Regions from separate parts of the Sus scrofa genome. Here all the other regions are linked to region 2. Evidence: chromatin contacts called from public HiChIP or PLAC-seq and promoter capture Hi-C data. All regions are on one chromosome and are shown on one strand. Each heading gives the region's core, a stretch centred on a gene start, on an enhancer-like site or on the middle of the called end of the contact. The rest is flanking DNA. Distances are from core to core; before and after follow the strand shown.

Region 1 (4,482 bases), core at 240-2,739, 960 kb before region 2:
TACGATGGGTTGCAGGGCTTTTTAAACCTACAGGCAATTCCAAGGCAGTAAGATGAGGTGGAACTGATTTTAAATTATCTTTAGCGGTCCGATTAACTACTGTAGACAACTACTGCAAAGAATAAAGGGTTGAGATCTTCCAAGCACTACTCCTGTATTCTTTCCAAAAAACACTGGGCGGGGGAAGATTTTACTACATGGTTTTAAACGATAACTTTCTTTAAAACTGAGAAGTAATTGATGGCAACAGTTTGCAAACAATAGCAATTTAGCAGGCAGTTCTTATTTTCAGCGAAATGTGCTAGAAAAGGGCAACGTTTTATGCATACGCAAACTTTCTCTTTTAATTTTAAAAACATCCCTTAAGTTTTGGGAGGCAACCAGAAAGGGAAAGAAGTTGGATTTCGGTGGATCAAAGAACCTGGTGCTCGCGTGTACCCTACGGCTACACATCATACACAGGAAAAGGAGGAGGGACCCAAAGAGGGAGTGGTGGCTCCTGCGCGTAGTCTATTAATTCACATTTTGCTCTCTTCTGTTCACATCCTGCGCGGACTCCACCCAGAGCCACCGAGCGAGGGGGCGGGTGGGACTGACACCGCCCAGCAAATAACAGTCCCAGAAACCGAAACAGAATCGAGGTGAATTGGGAAAACACGGCTCACCAGAAAGAGGGGTGGAGAAGGGGCGCGAGAGGGGACCTTCCTCCCAGCTGATGAGACACCTCCCGCCTCGCTGCTTCCTGGGGACACCCCCTCGGTCCGCCGCCAGCAGTGCCCGTCTGTCCCACCCACGCGAGGAGGCGGGCACGGTACGCGGAGCAAGGCCCCTCACACGAGTATTCCACAGAGACTCCCAGAGAAGCCGAGGGGCGGCCACCCGGAGAAGCGGAAAAAAGCAGGAAAGGGAACTGGCTGCAGAGCGGGGATCCGCGAGACGGTGGAAGGAACTAAGGACTGGCCCTCAGGGCCGGCGCCCGGCAAAGAAGGGCTACCTGTTGCACGGAACTGGCCCTGCGGAGGCGGAGGGCGGACCGCCGTCCCCGGGGCCAGGGCTGCGGGGCCCCGCCCTGCGAAGCCCAGGCTGCAGAAAGTGCGGAGAGACGCCGCCAGGGGAAGGGGCGGCCGCCGAGCCCGCCCGGGCCGCTCCGCCGCGGGGCACTCACATCTGATATTCGTCTATCGCCTCCACCAGCTGGCCCCAGGAGTCGAAGTCGGCGCCTCGCCTGAAGCTGGCGCCCCAGCGCTGCAGCAGGCTCCGGGTCACCTCCGACATGGCCGGTGCCCACCCCGTCCCCTCCCGCCCCTGCCCCAGCAAGGCCGGGCTCTAGGGCGCCATCCTCCCCGGGCCTGGCCCCGACATTAACAGGGCCGGGAGGAACCGCTACGGCCACCGCCGCCACCCGCCAAGGAGCCGCCCAAGCCCATTTGCCGCCACAGCCAAACTTTGCGGCTCTGAGGAGGCCGCCCCGCCGAGGCCCCGCCTCCGAGGCCCCGCCCCCGCGTTAGGTTGAGGCCGCCCCGCGCCCCCGAGCGGCAGCCATTGCTATCGTGGCATTCTTGCTGCGCTCGGGAGGCTCTGCTAGCTCCGCTCTTCGTCTCTGGAGGAGAGACCGAGCTCAAGAGGAACGCCCTTAGAGGAGTATCTAAGAAATGGATGAGGAACTGAGTGTCGTAAGGGGGCTGCCCCAATGCGGCCGTCCCCGCCCCTAAGCACCGTGCTACTGCCGCCTCGGTAGCTGTCATGGCTGTCGTGCCACGTGACCCAGCTCGCGCAGGCCTGGTTTCCCGTCGCTCTAGTTCGGTAGTCCCGACTCCCACCCCTTTTCGTTTTAGGACTCGGATATTGCCTTTCTTCCCTCAGAAGGGCTACTGTGCAGACTCCGAGAGATCCGGTAAGTTTGTCATGAGGATGGATGTTGCCAGTGCTATCCCTACCCCTGTTGTCTCCACGGAGTCCCAACCTATAGGATCACCTCCTTTTACACCATCTCTACAGACTCCCGGATTGTGGTCCCCAAAGTATCCTTGAAACAAATGAGAAAAAATCCGTACTGGTCCCGCTAATCAATGCTATAAACATCTAGGTTTGCCGAATCCTGTTGTCCGCGTTTCCACTAACACGGGGATCTTACAAGCTAAATGGGGGGTTGCCTAATCGCCTTCTGCTTGCCTCTTTCGGGTAGATAGTATCGGCTTTCCACAAAAATGTCTGCTCAGGCAGGGCACGCTAGGGTGTGCGCCTGCGCAACTCCTACGTTAAGGCGGAAGGGGCACCGGAGGAAGAGGCTGGGTGGTAAACAGGAAGTGGAGGTTCCGAGCCTCGGGGGCGGCACTGAGGTAGGTTCCTCGGGAGACCCAGGGTCTCCTGAGTGGGTGGACCCGTATCAGTAATCGGATTCCTCGGGAAGAGGCGGGTTAGGTGGCAGCCTCGATCCGACTCTTGTGCTGGTGGCTGTAGAGGCTCCGTCACACCTGCAGGTGGGTGTGTCGTCCTTCCACCCACCCTCGGAAAGGTCGAACACTGGAGTCGGATCTCTGACCCCGAGGGATCCGACGGGGCGGAGAGCACGGTACCCACCCCTGCGTTGCTGAGGTTAAGATTTTCAGAACTTCAGACATCCTCATCCAGGACATGGGAGGTCGCCTTCAAAGAGTACTTGTAGAAAATTTGTTGTCACAATCAAGAGTATTGTGTGCCATTATCACTAGAAGGCTTGGTTTTATGTGCGCAGAGATGGTGTATTAGTTTACTTAGGTGATAAAGGAAGTTTATATGGATATTGTTTAGAAGGTTATATGTTTTTGAAGAACCTTAAACGTTTTGAGTCGTAAATGAACTTGCTCAATTTTTCGTTGAATACGCAATGCATTTTCTCTTTCTTAAGTACCTGGTGCTCTCCAAAACCGGTTTCGCTTTGAATAAATATGGTAAGGGAGATGTTTAAAGTAGGTATTTTGGAGTTTCCGTCCTGGTCAGCGGTAACAACCGGGTGCATGAGGACGTGGATTTGATCCCTGGCCTCGCTGAGTGGGTCAAAGATCCAGCGTTGCCATGAGTTGTAGTGTAGGTCACAGCCCTGGATCTGCTGTTGCTGTGGCTGTGGTGTAGGCCGGCAGCTACAGCTCCTATTGGAACCCTAGCCTGGAAACTTCCATATGCCACAGCTGCAGCCCTAAAAAAAGACATAAATAAATAAATGAATAAAGTAGGTATTTTTTACACCGTGCAGCCTTTTCCCAGTAAGAAAAGTCAATGAACGACATTGTATAATGCCTTCAGATTTCTAGGCTCTTACTTGCTGGAATCCACTCGCCATGTTTAAATCTTCAGTTAGACTGTCCTGTATTATCTTCTTTGTCTACCCAAAGACTTTAAACAAGTGACATACTCCTTTCTTTTTTTTTTGAACTAAAAGGTGTGGGATTCAATTTTTTAAGTTGGCATTTCACTAAGGTAGTTTTCCAGATATTTTGGTGTTTGGAAGAGACATTATTGACCGAGCATTATGTGCTTGTTTTTGTCATTAAACTCTTATTAGCTGTTCTGTGGAAAGCATATTTATTATAGCACACATGCTACAACTTGGCATCTGCAGTGTCTTGTAGAAAATACAGTTAATTTTAAACCCATTTCTTTCAGGTAACCTTAGCAGTCTAAATAAAGGGCACCATTTGAACCTGTTTTGGAATTATATTCTCTGGTCCTGTGTTCTTATTTGCAGCTGTCCAGCCACAGTCTAGTACTGTGCTACTCAGAGCTGTAGTTTAGGGACCAGCAGCATCACCAGCTCAGGTCCTACCCTAGACTGTTGAATCAGAGGCTGCATTTTAACAAGAACCCCTACCCCCTACCGTGGTGATTTTTATGTACGTTAAGGTTTAATCATCACTGCTTTAGTATATTTAACATTGCAGTTACTCTGAGCACATTTCCAAATGCTGGGGTTTTTTTTTTTTTTTTAATCTAAACATAGGCTGCTATAAATAGGCAACTAAAACCAGACTGACTTAGAGCAATGAAGTATTTTATTTATGTATATGTCTCATATATACTTATATTAAAATGTGTATATTCTGTAGTAACTTTAAACTTTTATCTTTAAAAGTATTGTTTTAGGAGTTCCCGTTGTGGCACAATGGAAATGAATCTGACTGGGAACCATGAGGTTGTGGGTTCGATCCCTGGCCTCGCTCAGTGCGTTAAGGATCTCGTGTTGCCGCAAGCTGTGGTGTAGGTTGCAGACGCAGCTTGGATCTGGTGTTGCTGTGGCTGTGGTGTAGGCCAGTGGCTACAGCTCTGATTAGACCCCTAGCCTGGGAACCTCCATATGCTGTAGGTGCAGCCCTAAAAAGTAAAAAAATAAATAAGTAAATAAAAATTAAAAAAAATAAAAGTATTGTTTTAGTATCATTATAGCAAAGGTGTTTTAATTTTTATACATTTCTTTTTTGTCCGTAGGCAAAAGCATCTGGAGAAAAT
Region 2 (4,691 bases), core at 1,614-4,113:
TTATCTCTTCTTAGTGACCAGAGCTGCTCATCTAAATTAATGAGAAAATTATCAGTCATAATGGCATCTATTAAATGTTTTTAATTTATATAACGGAATCTGTTTTTTATTTTAAAAAATAGGTTTTCTTTTTGAAAACCATGTTTTTATATCCCATAATTCAGCGAAGAATTTCTGAGAGAAGTTTAAAGGTTAAACTAGAGGTTAATCAGCTAAGCATAAGGCAGGCACAAAGTGCAATTTTCCAATGGAGATGCAGTTTCATTCAGGATCATTTCCCCTCCTGGAAAAGCATGAATGAATAGTGTCCAGTGTTCACCGCAGTATTACTGCTATTTGGTCCTAGAAATACCAAGTACTACTGCCATCCATGAGCTGCAGGAACCTCAGGAATTGATAAGTATGCCAGTCTAAATCAGAAACGCCAGCCAAAGTACACACAGCTCAGGCTCACAACACATCCCACACACATGTAACGTAACCATTAACTAAACCATGCTCTCTCCTATAGAAAAAGAGAAACGCCTTTTAGATGCTCAGTCTAAGGCAGTTTAAAGGAATATTTCAGTGTTAAAGAAAACCCAAATCATGTCAGGCCAAAAGACTACTTCAAGAGATAAAAATCCAAAATCTGACTTCACTGTATTTGGGTTTTCAGTTTCTTCCTCAAAAAGTCTTTCTGGTCTTAAAATATAGGGTGACCACTAAGTCTTGAAAAATTGACAACTATGTAATAAATGATATATTAATATTGTATTACATTATAGAACAAGATATTATCTATGTTTTCAGGTTTTATGGCCATCCTGAAGATCATTAAAAGAAATTCTCCAAGAAATGGCAAAAAGACAAAAAAAAAAAATTTTTTTTAATAAAAATTAAAATTAAAAAAAAAAAAAAAAAAAGGAGTTCCCGTCATGGTGCAGTGGCTAATGAATCCGACTAGGAACCATGAGGTTTCGGGTTCAATCCCTGCCCTTGCTCAGTGGGTTAACGATCCGGCGTTGCCATGAGCTGTGGTGTAGGTTGTAGATGTGGCTCGGATCCCACGTCGCTGTGACTCTGGCATAGGCTGGCAGCTACAGCTCAGATTAGACCCCTAGCCTGGAAAACTCCATATGCTGCGGGAGTGGCCCAAGAAATGGCTAAAAGACAAAAAAAAAAAAAAAAAAAAATTTAATTAAAAAAAAAAAAAAGAAATTCTCAAAAGTAACTTTTAAATATGTGGGGCTTCCTTACTCCCCATGCCACCAAGGCAGTATCACAGTTGGTGTCCACTAAATGTGCTCACTCTCATCATACTTCTCCTCAGTATAACCACTGTAGCTAACTGAGCATGGCTCCTGCTGATTTAACTGCTTTGCCTATTTGATATCCCCCAGTGGTCTCTACACTCTGCCTACAGTGACTGATTTATCCGCAGGGCCCAATACACAGCAGGCATTCAATATATGTTACTCTCCTATTGGATGAACTTTTAGGTATTCTTTTCGATAAAAGGTAACTTAGGACATTTAGGGTTATGTGAATTTCTTAACACCAGCAGCAAGAAAAACATAGTCAATTCAGAGATTTTGGAGCTGAGATTAGAAGGCAAAAGATGTATTTAGAATTATTGGGAAAAAAAAATCTATCCCCACCTGATTTTACTACACTAAAAGCAAGACAGTGCTATTTTTTGGCATTTACAGCGGGATAGATTCAGTTCTCCAGTCTCCTATTCCCTTTTACAAAATAAATAAGCGAAAAATAAAAAATTTTAAAGGCTCTGAAATGCACTAAAATTATTATGGCAGAGAGCTGCAGAAATACAAATCTTTCTGATTTGTAGTTTCAGCTGTAGTGATGTCATCAAATTATCTTAAAATTTATAGCCCAGAAAATGTCTTGGGCCTTTGCAGTACCTTAGATGGAAGTATTCATTGAATACGCACTCACCGCATCCCAAACTCAAGAGTACTTTCACAGGGGCAATCTTCCTGAGTGCCTGTAATTATTTTCATTTATACCCGTGGACACTGAGCACCAGTATATCCTGCATCAAATCCCGATTCCGAGTAGCAGGGTAGGCTGACATCTCTTTGAATGAAAGCTCCTGTTATACAGCACAGTGAACAGTGCAGAGTTAAGTCTTCCTAAACTAGCATTTACATCCCAAACTTTTGCTCATAATACACATGTGAGCACACGTGTTTAAAGCTTGTTAGAGCCCGAATTACGGGAGGCGACACTCCAAGGAGCAAAAGGGCTCAAGTAAGTCAGGACGGCAGAACCTGACATTGGACCTTTAAGTTCCCTGGAGGTCGTTCTGAATAAAAAATGCTGCTTCAGCTACAGCTGGTCCCTTACAGCTTCCTCCGACGTTCCTCGAGACCCGCAGCCCACGTTTCACATTCAGGGTTTTGCAAACCCCTGCCCTCCGGACAGGGCCCACCCTGGTGCGGCCCCTTCCTCCCGGTGTCCATCCCTGCGGTGTCCCGGCAGCAACCGCCACCTGCAGGAGCTCGGCTGGGACTGGGCGCAAGGCACGCCCGCCCGGGGAGGGGTCCAGAGACCGGCGCGGGCGGCCCGGCGGGACTCCCCACAGCAGCGGCCCACCGCCGGCGGAGGCGCCTCGGCTGCGCGCAGTGCAGGCTCGCGGCCCAGTACCGGGACACCCGCCTGGCAGGCGGGAGGCCTGAAGGTCACCGCTGCGCGGTCAGGGGGTCGGGGAGCTCACCATTCGAGCGGCGTTCGGAGGCCGGAGCAGGAGGCGCGACACGCCGCTAGGGCTGCTGCCTGGGCCGGGGCCGGGAGCAGAGGCTGGAACCCGCGAGAGGCAGCGAGAACGCGCGAGGAGCCGGAGCGCTCGATCCATAGTGCTGGCGGCCTGAGGAGAACTTCCGGTCGCTAGGCCGCGCCTCCTCAGGGCTGTCAGAGCCCGTCCCGCCCACAGACCTCGCTCCTATCCAATCAACAACCTATTGGCGGGGCCAATAGAGCCAATGGCCAGCGGAGCGTGAGGGGCAGGCTTAACTGCCCCACCTTAGCGCCCTGAGGACTCCTGGGAAACTGGTGGGAAAGGAATGCTGGGAACCCCGGCTGGCGCTGCGCTTGAACCCGGCGTTCCGGAGGCTAACAGAGGGCGGAGTATTAGCTAAAGGTCTGTATTTGTTAGCGGTGTGAGCGCAGGTTAGGTTCTTGCCTCCTCGCAGCAGAAAAAGTTCAGAAATCAGACGGAAATCGAGAAGGAAAGTTGAGGATTTACTTAAGTGAGAAATACACCTCTTAAGGAGAGGCGGGCAGAGAGGCGAGTGGGATATTCACTGGGAAGGTGGGATTTTGGGGGTCGTATTCTTTTCTTTTTCATCTCAGCTTCACCTTCCGGAAGGGAGGAGGGATTTTTGCCCTGATTTAGTTTTATTGCAGTGTCACGGCGTTGGTGTATGATGGGTACTTGTTATCTGCATAGCAGTTTAGTTATAATTTTATTATAATGAGGTCACAATGAGCAACAGGTTCCATCCGAACGTTAGAGATTCTCGCGCTCTTTTCAACCTTTCTTTGTCCCCCCCCCCCCCCACACACACACACTCTTATCACCTGAAAAGGTGTGGCTTCCTATCAGCCTGGAGGTTCTGGCTTTTCTTTATCCGTGCATGGACCGTGCTGTTTGCAGGATGCGTGGTTTCTGGCCCCATGTACTCCTTCTCTGTTTATGCCTATCTGTCTGCTCTAACAGTGGCATAACCTAGGGAGACGAATTTATTTATTCATCTACCATGTAATCACTCATTACATGTTCTTTCTATTGGCTCTTTTTTCATCTTCCGTGTAAAAATTTTGGAAAACAAAGTGTAGAGAATGAAATCATAAGTATCCATAAAAAGCCAATAATAATTACCCAGCTCTTTAACCTGTGATTTTGATGTCTGTACTGTTTCCTTTCTCAGTCAGTACTCTAAGAACTCAGTTTTTTAAATGTGTAGATGTCCTTACTTATAAATGATTGCAGAATTTTTATTATTTACATTTAGGTTCTCCAAGTCTTCTGCGTTGATAACATACATTTTGAAATTAAAGGCATATTGTTTTAATAGATGGTGATATTCTGCTTTTCGCGGAACAGATGTAAAATTGCATCAGATCTGCAGTATTATATCTTCTTGTCTTTTCTTTGAATAGCTTGAAACCAGACGACAGTTAATCAAGAAAGAGAACCATTGGATGATGTCGGAAGTCAAAAGTCCAGAACCTACAACGCAAAGCCAAGCTTATCAGAGTTAGTCTCTGTCAAATTTATTGGTAATACTTTATGCTATTTTGAGGCTTATGCGTTTGATTCATATATATATTTAACATTTGAAAATTTACATGAGAGTTCCTAATAGTCGAACTACCCACAGAACATTCCAGAACACCCTCTCCACCTCTTTATATCTCAGTACCTGTTCCCTCTGTCAAATAAGCCAAGGCTTATTTAGGAGATAGACGGTCCGAATAAAAGAAATTCAGAACAAAAGCTATGAAATGGTCGTAGAAAACAACCGCCTAGCTCCTATGTTTGTGCTTTCCACCATTAAAGGACAGACAGCACTGGACGAAAAGACCACACACTGAAGTTTAATGTGAAGATAGTATTGTTAGTGCCGTCATTGATTTGACAGAAAACTACCGAGATAAAAATGCTTACATTTTGATGTATTTGCTTC
Region 3 (4,684 bases), core at 470-2,969, 910 kb before region 2:
TCTCAGGATGAAAACTGAGAGGACTCAGAAATAATCTTCAATGATTCTGTCTACTCAGGGGAGTTACAAACAGCCTATGGATAGTCTTTGATTTTTAAAGTTTTTAAGAGAATGTTAAAAATGAAGTAATTTCTCAGCAATTAATCAGGATATTTTATAGAGATGTCACCTTCCTCTTTAAGACATATATCCATTGTTTTCACAGGGAAAGTTTTGGCTCAATCCTCCCAGCCTGTAGCTAATTTCTTCTTGGGAAAGAAATGTATATCATGGAGACTCAGAGCTGAAAATTCAGCCTATTGCTTTACCTGCCGGTGTGATTTTTCAAGTTAGGAGTAGAACTGTGTGTCTATTTCAATTGCCAAACCAGGGAGGCAAATTTTTATTGAGGAGAAACACACATCCTCACCCACACAAACCCCACATACCTCACACCACACGTATACATTCTCATTCTTTCAAAGACACACCTGCTACATGATTGGGTTATTTCATGTAGCACCACAAATGGACTTCTAACCTTCCCATTGGGAGAAAGCCAAAAGCCATGTCCAGAGGTGACATTGTGCCCTCTAAGTATAGACTTTCTACGTGATGTCCATTCTTCCTTTCCTTTTACTGTCATCCTCCCTCCATGTAGTGCAACATAGTTTGTTGTTGGCAAAAGCAAAAGAAATGAAGGAACAATTTTTGTATCATTTCTTTTTAAAATGGAAAAATGGGGCTGGGTGTGCAAGAGGATATTTATTAGGCAGTATTAGCAAGCAAGGAAATAGAGGCAGCAAACAGCCTCATTAGTCTAGTGGGAATGCAGTCTTCATTCATTCCATGGTTCCCTGTGGCTTCAGCTTGCAACTCGGTTGGGGTGATGTGCCCAACCGGCAACCTGAAGGGTCCAGGCCCTAGTGGTCCTGACTTTATATAGCTGCTGCAGCTAACCACTGTCTTAACATCTCAGCATGGCAGTTGAGAATGCACCCTCACAAGTAAAATGTTCTAGCCATGATCTTTCAAGTTCTTACTTTTCTTTGGTGAATAGGTCAGTCATCCTTTTCAACCTCGTAACTCAGTGTTTCATCAGTTGCCCTAGAGATAGGCATTGATTCCCTGCTGCATGGAGTCTAAAGTTCAAATTCCTTAGCATAATGCACAACAGTCTTCCTGATCCGGCTTTGCCTCCTCTCCTAGCTTCCTCTTGTCTCTGCGATCTCAGACCTTGCTAAATTAACTGTACCCTCCTCCCCCTCTCTGATCAAGCCAAACTCCCACTGTCTGGCATCCTTCTCCTCTGCCTGCACTTCCCCACCTTATCTGACCTTTAATTCTTATTCATCATTTATTCAGTCTCAGCTGAAGAGCCATTATCTCTGGAGTCTCTTCTCAGCCCAGCTCCCTACACCCCACCACTGCCTTCAGCAGGGCCATAGTTCCTGTAATGCTGGATGATTTCATTGCACTTGTTTGCCCCTATATCTGTCCTTAGCCTATGCTTTCCAAGGGACAGGTCGCTGTTTGATTTACTCTCTGCCTGATTCATTGCCTCCCTAGCTCCGTAAGATAGGGGCGTTCTTCTCTTTACAGCCTAGTTGTTTCCTGAATGATATACAGCAGGTGATAAAAATTTGGATTAAGGTATGAAGCAATACCGCCTTGTGCTGTGATTAACCTCTGTTTATATTTATGTCAACTCTCAACTAGATTGCGAGGGCAAGGGTCAGTGTCTGAGTCATCCTGACCCTCTAGGGCTTGGGAGCAGAGCAAACCCCTGGTCAAGCGGCTGCAGGTAGGTTGGCTGATCCGCTGAAAAGGGAAGCAGCAGAAGGACACCTGGAAACCCGCCCCTTCGAAGTCCTTCTGCTCCCGCCCGGTTGCCTGCGAGCCCCCTGGCCCCAACCCTCCCTGCGCTCCAGCGCCGACAGCCCAGCGCCCCACCGGCCGGCGGCGGGAGGGGCGGGACTTCCGGTCCCTCGCCAATGCCTTCCGGTGCGAGGCGGAAGCCGGCTCCCGGTCCGGATCGGAGCCGGAGAGTCTCAGGCACTGGTCTTCGCGGTGGATGCTTTTCGGCGCCGCCGCAGCCCCGCGCCGCGGGACGGGGAGACCGGGTAGGCACGGGAGAGTCGGGACTCCCCGCGCGGGCAGAGGGAGACTCGGGACCCCAAGGTTTGAGGCAGGGGACCAGGATCGGGGGCCGGGGAGCCCAGAGGGCAGCCGCAGGGGGCTGGGGTGGGAGGCACCCGGGACCCTGAGGCCGAAGAGGCCCCGGAGGGGAGGGGGCGGCGGGTGACACCGGGCGGGATGCATCTCGAAGGAAGGCGGTCCCGCTTGGGGAGTGTCCGGGACTTGGCAGGTTGTCTGCGAGGCCGGCTTCTAGGGGAGGCTGGAGGGGAGGGTCCTTCTCCGAGGGTCCTAGAGGAGAAGGACGTCCTGACCTAACGCATCCGAAAGACGACTAGTCACCTCTTGGATGCTGAACTCGTCTTGCTTCATTTGCAATTGATGCTGGCTCTTTAAGGGAGCGTTTTACAAATTATTTATTCATTTTTTACCCGTGCGGATTTCGGGGAAAAATGTTACATGCCCAGGGAAAACTTGAACTCTTTCTCACCCAGGTCCAACTTAGGCTACATTTCTTTGTCAACAAGATCGTGCTTTAAAGTTGTCTTCATACAAGTAAGCCATGCAAAGTTTTCTTTTTGGAATCTTCTCTGCCCTGCAGAGTTTAGGTTGTCTTATTTTCTTTGTCATGGAATGAACTTCTAAATGCGTTTGGAATTACAGTGATAATTACATGGCAAATCAGTGACGTCACGTTTGCAGTTGCAGATCGTTGTTTTTCTGCCTGACTTTCTGATACATTTTTACCAAAAGTTACCCTATTGTGTTTAGTATTTGAGGGCAATTTTAGATTAGGGTGCAACCAGTTACTAGTAATTTTGGATTTACTGTTATTTTTTATTTCTGCTATAAGGAGGACATATATATTTGCCCTTGACAGTTTTTTAAAAAGTATTGATAATCCACGATCTGTTGTTATATATACATTAGCGCATTTTGTTTTCCTTATTGGACATCATGTAGTATGTAGGCTTGCTTTTATCATTGTCAAAGGTAATTAGTAACTTTATTTGCTACGTTTTATTAATGTTTAATTGATGGCAATTAATATGTACTTTCTAATCTACATCATATAGTGTCTCACTTCTGTGAAATTGCAAAGACTCCTTTAGCTTTAGGTAGATGGCAAATTTGGATTTTTATCACAACTGGTCAAGGTAGCTAGGAAGAGCCCTAACTTGTTATTGGTGGGGGTGATGTCTGATGATTGAATCATTTGCTTGTTTCAAGTGTTTATTTGTTTGTTTGTTTTGTCTTTTTAGGGACACTCCCACGGCATATGGAAGTTCCCAGGCTGGGGGTCGAATTGGAGCTGCAGCTGCTGGCCTATACCACAGCCACAGCAACTCAGGATCCTTACTCACTGAGCAAGGCCAGGGACTGAACCCAAGTCCTCATGGATGCTAGTTTGGTTTGTTACCCTGAGCCACAATGGGAACTCCTGTTTCAAGTGTTTTATATTTCACGTGTTAACATTTTTTCTTTTTAAAACTGTTGGTATGGGTATCAGATTTAGATCTAATTTGGTGGTTTGACTTGCACTAATTCAGGTAAGCAAAAACATTTTGTGTTTATTGATGGCCTGGTGTCTTGTTAGCTTATAAACACTTTTCTCCCTGGCTTTATTGAGGCATAATTGACAAATCAAAATGGCCTATATTTAAGGTGTACAACGTGATGATTTATGTACACATATATTGTGAAGTGATTACTGAAGTCAAAAAGCTAATTAACAAATCACTTCCCATATTGCTAATTTCTCTATTTTTGTGTGTGTGAGAACACTAAAGACGTACTCTTACTAAATTTCAAATGTATAACACAGCATTATTAACTCTAGCTTATAAACCCCTGATGGCTTTGAAAATTTATACCTAAGATAGATATAATTTCCTCATGCTTAGGGGCACAGCTGATTCAAGAGGAGAGCATGGCCGAAATAAAAAACGCTTGAACATGTAAATAAGCAGATTGAATAATTTTTCACATTGGAAGGTGAAAGGATGACACTAATCTTTAAAGTTTTTGAATTAACTGCTATGTAGATTTCTACATGTCTTAATTCAGTCTTATTTCTTTAGTCGATATTATTTTTCTAATAATAGCTTGATCTGATTTTTCCATAAAACCTTGCTTTAAAAATGCGTTCTTTCCCCTTTTGCCATGATTTTAGGAGATAAACTAGTTGAGAAAGCCTGCAGGCCATTAGGTGCTCGTGGTTGAAACACAGGAACCCTGCCTTCTGTGGCAAGTTTCTTGTTATGTATCTGAGTAGTATGTTTGAAATTTGATTGCTTTGTGTTCTGGATAATCTTTGGATTTTTGTTCATTGTTCTGATTGTTGAGTAAATTTCTTAGCTTTTTCTAGATAAATGCTATGTATTATTCTGTAGGATTTAGATGCATTTTACAGTTTAACCAATAGTAGCGTTTTTTCTATCAGGGTGCAGCAAATTACTAGTTATTCTTATAGATTTACTCTTCATTTCTGCTACAGTGAAATATATATTTGTGCATTGGAAGAACTATCAAAACAGCAATAGCTAAAACAAACTGTCTTCACATACAC

What was found. Promoter capture Hi-C pulls out the DNA fragments that hold promoters and counts their contacts. HiChIP or PLAC-seq counts read pairs in DNA pulled down with a chosen protein or histone mark.
Region 1: a contact with region 2 is called in an H3K27ac HiChIP or PLAC-seq map of alveolar macrophages. The contact joins the promoter of AIDA here to the promoter of FH in region 2. A contact is called at or near these places in 1 of 5 promoter capture datasets (liver) and 1 of 2 datasets of contacts at active chromatin or transcription factors (alveolar macrophages).
Region 3: a contact with region 2 is called in a promoter capture Hi-C map of liver, with 4 times the contacts expected there. The contact joins the promoter of DISP1 here to the promoter of FH in region 2. A contact is called at or near these places in 2 of 5 promoter capture datasets (fetal skeletal muscle and liver) and 1 of 47 Hi-C or Micro-C datasets (liver).

Annotation. Positions count from the first base shown.
Region 1 is chr10:11,465,360-11,469,841 of Sscrofa11.1, forward strand. AIDA (axin interactor, dorsalization-associated protein) reads right to left here and starts at 1,490. Exons shown (of 10, transcript XM_003130513.6): 1 at 1,166-1,490. The coding sequence starts at 1,275. BROX (BRO1 domain-containing protein BROX) reads left to right here and starts at 814. Exons shown (of 13, transcript XM_013980031.2): 1 at 814-1,894; 2 at 4,462-4,482. The coding sequence starts at 4,481.
Region 2 is chr10:12,428,945-12,433,635 of Sscrofa11.1, forward strand. FH (fumarate hydratase) reads right to left here and starts at 2,864. Exons shown (of 10, transcript NM_001243588.1): 1 at 2,720-2,864. The coding sequence starts at 2,857. It overlaps LOC110255637 (a long non-coding RNA gene), which reads left to right and starts at 3,006. Exons shown (of 5, transcript XR_002336209.1): 1 at 3,006-3,142; 2 at 4,165-4,284. It overlaps LOC110255638 (a long non-coding RNA gene), which reads right to left. Exons shown (of 3, transcript XR_002336210.1): 3 at 4,671-4,691.
Region 3 is chr10:11,524,634-11,529,317 of Sscrofa11.1, forward strand. It overlaps DISP1 (protein dispatched homolog 1), which reads left to right and starts at 1,720. Exons shown (of 8, transcript XM_021064356.1): 1 at 1,720-1,783.